Linked DNA regions of Mus musculus: region 1 is linked to region 2. A link is a contact called in public HiChIP or PLAC-seq data. All regions are on one chromosome and are shown on one strand. The core of a region is the stretch at or near the end of the contact, and the rest is flanking DNA. Distances in the headings are between cores, read along the strand shown.

Region 1 (3,555 bases), core at 47-2,546, 370 kb before region 2:
AATATTCACAGGTTTCTAAAACTAAAGACAACCTAGACCTAAAAACCACCTAGACCAGACAACCAAAGATCTCAAGCTGTGTGTACACCACCAAACACCTCTGGTCTCCATGCATGAAAGAACAGCTCAAGAAAAGACATAGGTGCTAGCTGAAAAGACAAGACAAGACAGAGGCTACGGAAACCAACATCTAAGAAGCCAAGGAAGGGGCTGGGGAGAGGACCCAGGGACTCAAACCGGTCAGAGCAAAGAAACAACTCCCAAAATGATGCTCCCTAACCTTCACACAGACACTGCGTGGCGCACTGAGTGGCACACATGCTCCCTGCCCTCCACACAAAGGAGTGAGTGAGAAAGCACTTACAAAAAAAAGCCATGCTAGGCCCCCAACACACACACACAGTAGAGGACTTCCTGGTCTATGTTCATCCAGACATGACGCACCTAACCCTCAAGAGACTGGAGGCCCCAGGGAGTTTAAGAGGTGGCGGGGGGGGGGGGGGACCCCGCATGCCCGTGGAGATGGGGTGAATAGAGGGGTTGGGAATGGAATATGGAGTGTAAAAAATAAATTAAAAATAAAATAATATTAAAAGAAAAAAGCCATGCTAAAGAACAGCTGGCATGCTGGCTCATAACTCAGAGGTTATGATAATAATAACCCATAATCCGGAGGCTGAGGCAGGAGACTCTCAAGTTCCAGCCAGCTTGCCATAGACAGATATAGCTTGTTTCAAAACAAAACAACTAAAACCAACTTTTTAAAAAGGAGTTCTTTTAAAGGCATAAATTCAGGGTCGAGGAAAGAGGATTCCAAAAGCTGAGAGCATGTGGTCACGTGATCGCTGCCAATGTGAAAAGCAAAAAAAGGCCAAGCCCAGCTGCTGAGAATCCTCACTCGGATCTCAACAGGAATGGGGGGGGGGGGGGGGTTGCTGTCTATGAAACGGAACTGCTACAGGTCTGGTCTCTAGAGAATACAGTAGAGCTAAAATTCTCTGGATCAAAAGTCTCCATGCCTGGTGTGAACAATTCGGATCTGAAGGCTTTCGCTGACATGAGAAATGCTTCCAGCACACACAAAACACGCAGCCTGCTTCTAAGTGCACCCTGCGGACCAGGCCTGTGTGCTCCAAGCAGGACACCAGAAAAGGCACTTCAGTTCCACCAACCAGCTGCAGTAGATGGAGCTAAGGAGGGCTACAGACAGCAGGGCTTCCTAACACACAGGCAGGGACTGTCATGTCACCCCATAGCTAAGCTGAGCCACTTCCCCAGCCTCACTGAGACGGCCCACCCAGAGCTCACTGCTTCCAGTCAGCAGGTAGTTCCACAGTGCTAACCAGCGGTGAAAACTAAGATGCACAGACATCTGAGGTTAAAGACCAAAACAACTAACGGCAGAAGCAGCTTAGAAGAAGTTAAATCATGTACTAACCGAGTAAAGAAACAATTCTAAATACACCGAGAAACTGATCGCAGCAGCACACACCTGTGACCCCAGCACTGGGGAGCCTGAGGCCAGCCTAGACCTAGTTTACTTCACCAGCTCAAAAACCAAAGGACACCTGGGTGTGGTGACTCATTGTGGATCACAGCACTTTCCAAGCTAAGGAGGGAAGAATCCTGTGAATTTAAAGGCAGCCTTGAATCTTTTTTTTTAAAAAAAAAGTTAAAATAATACCCTCAGAAAGGTAAAACATGATTGGTTATTATTTTTTAAAAGAAAAGATTCAAGGTTTTTATTTTTACAAATAATAGCATAAAAGAACTCTTTAAAAATATGAGGCTGCATGGGGGCCCACAGAGACTGAACCACCAACCAGAAAGCATGCATGGGACAGTCCCAGGCTCTACATGTATGTAACTGATGTGCAAGTGGGTCTTCATGTGGGTCTGCTAACAGCAGAAGCAGGCGCTGTCTCCACCTCTGCCTGGCTTGGGACCCCTTCCCCTAGCTGGGCTGCTGCCTTGTCTACCCTCAGTAGGAGAAGATGCACTTGGTTCTACTGTAACTTGGCATGACAAGGTGGGTTGATATCCATGGGAGACCTCCTCTTCTCTGAAGAGAAAAGGAAGAGGGTATGGGGGAGGGGAAACACTGGGACTGGGGGAAGGAGGGAGGGGAAGCTTCCATTGGGATGTAAAATTAATTAATTAATTAATTAATTAAAAAAATATGAGGCTGGAGAACTGGCTCAGCAGTTAAGAACATGCACGATGCACTGGGTTTTGTTCTAATTGGTTTTTCAGATACAGACTCCCTATGTAGACCTGGCTGAGTCAGAGTCACATAGATCTGCCTGCCACTGCCTCCCCAGTGCTGATTAAAGGGGTGCATCACCACACCTGGCCTTTTTCTTGGGGAGGAGGGTAGACTCTTCTTGCTGAGGTCCTAAGTTCAATTCCCAGCACTCACATAGCAGCTAAGGATCCCAAGCTCTCTTCCAGCCTCCATGGGCACCAGGTACCCACAGAGTGCAGACAAGCACTGTAAAGAGATAGATAGATAGATAGATAGATAGATAGATAGATAGATAGATAGATAGATAGATAGGGAGGACAGACAGACAGGTAGGTAGATAGATAGACAAACAGACAGACAGATTAAATAAATGGATGTGAAAGTATGGGGAATGGTCAGACAACTCAATGGATTAAAAGCACTGGCTACTCTTGAAGAGGACCCAGGATTGGTTCCTCACCCTTCAAGATGGCTCACGCCTCTGTAACTTCAGGTATAGGAGCACCCACAGTGGCCTCTGCTGGCACTGCAAGCATATTGCACAGGCACACATGCAGGCAAAAAGCTAAATACATGGTAGCAGCTAAGAAAAAGTAAATAGTAGGGTTTAGAGATCAATATTTTTTTTAAATATTTATTTATTTATTATATGTAAGCACACTGTAGCTGTTTTCAGACACTCCAGAAGAGGGCATCAGATATTTTGTTACGGATGGTTGCGAGCCACCATGTGATTGCTGGGATTTGAACTCGGGACCTTTGGAAGAGCAGTCGGCGCTCTTAACCACTGAGCCATCTCTCCAGCCCCCTAGAGATCAATATTAAAAACAAAACAAAACAAAACCTAAGAGAGGCAGAAGCACTCAGACCTCTGAGTCCAAGACCAGCCTGTTCTACATGGCCAGCCATGTCCAGGCCAGCCGAACTAATTCCTCACACACACATGAACACACACACACCTCAAAGGAAAGCAGGAAAAAAAAGCCAAGAAAAATGAAAGGCGTGCAAAGGAGGAAGGAAGGAAGGAAGGAAGGAAGGAAGGAAGGAAGGAAGGAAAAAAGATAGATAGATGGATAGATGGGTGAAAGGCAAAAATCCCCAATAAAGTGAGGGCACGTGACAAGTCCAGAGGAGCTCGAGAGGCATGCTGGCACACACCCAGTGCCACAGGACCCAACTAGGACCCAACTATCACGATGAATGCCAAGCAAATATTCAACGGGTGACAACAGATCATGCAAGTGCCTATCGCTGTACACCTACACACTGCTAGGGACACAAGATTTCACAGGCTTCCGGCAAAGTCAATA
Region 2 (3,297 bases), core at 714-3,213:
TTTCCCTCTTGCTCTCTATAGCAGATACACAGATTCATGTGTGTGTATATGTGTGTATGTTTATATACACACACATTACTTTTTAAAAACCCAAAAGTTTCTCTAATTGCCTTAAAAGTAGACAATCTACAGAAACAAGTATTTTACACAGGTACATTTTTAAAAAGGTTTATTTATTTTTATTTATATGAGTACACTTTTGCTGTCTTCAGACACACCAGAAGAGGGCATAGGATCCTGTTACAGATGGTTGTGAGCCACCATGTGGTTGATGGGAATTAAACTCAAGACCTCTGGAAGAACAGTCAGTGCTCTTAATTGCTAAGCCATCTCTCCAGCCCTGTTTTGTAGTTTTTAGACAGGGTCTCACTATGTAGCTTTGGCTGGCCTGTAACTTACTACATAGACCAGGATGGCCTCAAATTCACAGAAATCTACCCACCTCTGCCTCTCGAGTGAGGACTGGGGTTAAATATACATGGATCAGGGGCAGGAGAGATGGCTTAGTGGTTAAGAGCACTGACTGCTCTTCCAAAGGTACTGAGTTCAAATCCCAGCAACCACATGATGGCTCACAACCATCCATAACGAGATCTGACTCTCTCTTCTCGAGTGTCTGAAGACAGCTACAGTGTACTTACATATAATGAATAAATAAATCTTAAAGAAAAAAAAAAAAGACATGGATCACCAAGCCTGGCTCTCTGAAAGGTTTTTGTTTTTTGTTTTGTTTTGTTTTTTTATGATTTCTATGCTATGTCATAGCAATTCAGAGGGTATAGGTGATAAAACTTGTACAGGCCTTTAAAATAGCAATTTTCAGGCCATGGTAATGGCTTAGCTGGTAGAGGTGCCTGTTGCCAATCTTGAAGACCTGAGTTCAATCTCCAGGCTCCACATGGTGAAAAGCAAGACTGACTCCTAGACTCTGTCCCCTGACCTCCACATGCGTGTACATGCAAAAATGATAATGGTAAAGAATTGCTATTTTCTCAGAGACGTGATCTGAGTTGTCTTAGGCATTCTTGTTATCGGCACGGCAGATTGTGTGGAAACACAAAAACACTGATTGTTATATTACTGAGCTGCCCGGGGCCTAGCAAACACAGAAGTGGATGCTCACAGTCAGCTATTGGATGGGTCACACGGCCGCCAATGGAGGAGCTAGAGAAAGTACCCAAGGAGCTAAAGGGAACTGCAACCCTATATGTGGAACAACAATATGAACTAACCAGTACCCCGGAGCTCTTGTCTCTAGCTGCGTATGTATCAAAAGATGGCCTAGTCAGCCATCACTGGAAAGAGAGGCCCTTTGGACTTGCAAATTTTATATGCCCCAGTACAGGGGAACGCCAGGGCCAAAAAGGGGGAGTGGGTGGGTAGGGGATTGGGGGGGTGGGTATGGGGGACTTTTGGGATAGCATTGGAAATGTAAACGAGGAAAATACCTAATTAAAAAAAAATATGTATATATTACTGAGCTGCGCTGTCTGCCACACACCCCCCCCTTTTTTTAGGCGCAATTAAAAGTCAATCTCATAGATAATGCAGAGGAAACCTTAGAACTTTTTTGTCTTAAGGGTCAGTTTTAGCCTCCTCATTTAAAAATGGGAACACCGAGGACGAAGAAAAATCAAGTGCTCACCGACGGTTCTGGTAAATGGGTTTTCGACGTAGAAGAGGTAAAAAAAAAAAAAAAAATACGTGAGATGTTCTGCTGTGTCACATTTGCCCCCCTCAGACACGGACGCCTAGAACCTAGCTTGGGCGAGGAGACTGGAGTCCCCCAAAGCCCCGCCCTCACAAAACCCCGCCCATTCTTGGGCCTGCCCCTGCGCCATACGCCCCGCCTCCAGGGCTGTCTGCAGCACTGCCTGACTGGCGAGGGCCTCACGGGGTCCTTCCCGCGGGCTTCCGACGCACTGCCTGAGTGGATGAGCGGGCGACTTCCGGTGCGAGTGACGAGTGGTGGCCGAACCTGGGGTACAGCAGGGGACTCTTAGGCAGGGACCATGGCGGACGGTGGCTCGGAGCGGGCCGATGGGCGCATTGTGAAGATGGAAGTGGACTACAGCGCCACGGTGGACCAGCGCCTGCCTGAGTGCGAGAAGCTGGCCAAGGTGAGGGGAGGACGGCCGGCTGTTGGCGGGCGCCAGGGGCTGAGTCACGGCGTGGAGCCTGTCTAGGCCTCAGGGGGACTGCGGGCTGGAGCGTGCATCCTTGGTGTCTTCCTAGCCGGGGTTGGACCTGCTTGAGTGGGAGACCCCGGGTCTATCTTCCCGGGAGTCGCCGCAACCCGAAGCTCCCCAAGCCCTAGATAAATAAATGGTCATCTCTTGCCCATCGAACTTGACGTCTGGACTTAGTGCTTGCTCTTTCTTGGGACGCTAAGGAAGGTTTGGTTTAGTCCGTTCTCAGCTGCAGGCTGCATCAGAGAGTTTGGTTCTAATATTACTGTGGCCCGATCAGCTAATGTCCTTTAAGTGTATGTAAATCATGGCAGTGACTGGTCTTTGGTCAGTAGGACCATGAAAGTGATAATACTCACGCAATGAACGCGGGACCCTCTGCATCTTGGTGAGCTATCCAAGTGAAAGTGTTACTGGAACACGGAAGGAAGCTGATTGTTCTTATGGGAGAGAAGCTGACATTAGTAGCTTAGATTTGAGTAGGCTGAAGTAAAGTTGAGATGGTTACTTCTAGAGAGGACAATATAGGCAAGACAAACGGGATTTAAAAGTGCCAAGCCTGAGATGGCAGATATATGAACAATGGTGGTTTGTGGTGCTAGGGATCAAACTCAGGGTCACGCACACTCTAAGCAAATGCTCTACCATTGAACTAAAGAACACCATCCATCAAACCTTTATTATGGAATTAAGAGCATACATACCTTGACCCAAACATTTCCACACTCTATGCTATGTGTCTGGCAACTTTCTATATCAGTTTATACTTAAAGAAGCCAAGGCTGAAAGCATTTTGCCCGAGGTTGTAGTTAGTAATAGCCAAGGATTCAAAACTAGGTTTGCTCATTGCCTAGCCAATGTTGTTGGTTATTGATAATGATTGCACTCAGACCTCCTTAAACTCCTACAGTTCAGTGTCACCTAGGATACACTCACTAAGGATTGATTGTTTGGTTTTAAGAGAACTAAGTACAGAGTGTAGAATACTCACAAATATCAGCTGAGTGACCCTGCTGATTTGAATGTGAAACCAGGAGTGTAAAAATTTTAAAATTATTTTATGTATGGGTGTTTTGCCTGCATGTATGTTTGTACACTGGTTGTAAGT

Evidence for each region. HiChIP or PLAC-seq counts read pairs in DNA pulled down with a chosen protein or histone mark.
Region 1: a contact with region 2 is called in an H3K27ac HiChIP or PLAC-seq map of stem cell-derived epiblast-like cells, with 5 times the contacts expected there. The contact joins the enhancer-like site here to the promoter of Psmd12 in region 2. A contact is called at or near these places in 4 of 39 promoter capture datasets (cranial neural crest, embryonic stem cells, hippocampal neurons and 1 more), 1 of 15 datasets of contacts at CTCF or cohesin (embryonic stem cells), 10 of 484 Hi-C or Micro-C datasets (CD4 T cells, Th1 cells, adipose-derived mesenchymal stem cells and 6 more), 21 of 115 datasets of contacts at active chromatin or transcription factors (the 230-238 cell line, the NIH/3T3 cell line, the SCID.adh cell line and 16 more) and 5 of 9 other capture datasets (adipose tissue, embryonic stem cells, liver and 2 more).

Annotation. Positions count from the first base shown.
Region 1 is chr11:107,106,330-107,109,884 of GRCm38.p6, forward strand. All of the region lies in intron 2 of Bptf (bromodomain PHD finger transcription factor), which reads right to left. Among named protein-coding and RNA genes, the nearest start is that of Bptf, 24 kb to the right of the region's middle. Within about 2 kb of position 1,297, at least 52 of the 459 cell types and tissues checked have an H3K27ac peak or open chromatin away from gene starts, as enhancers often do. A contact at or near this core is called in the 230-238 cell line, embryonic stem cells, epiblast stem cells and 1 more, where this site is marked.
Region 2 is chr11:107,477,565-107,480,861 of GRCm38.p6, forward strand. It overlaps Psmd12 (proteasome (prosome, macropain) 26S subunit, non-ATPase, 12), which reads left to right and starts at 1,964. Exons shown (of 11, transcript NM_025894.2): 1 at 1,964-2,120. The coding sequence starts at 2,013.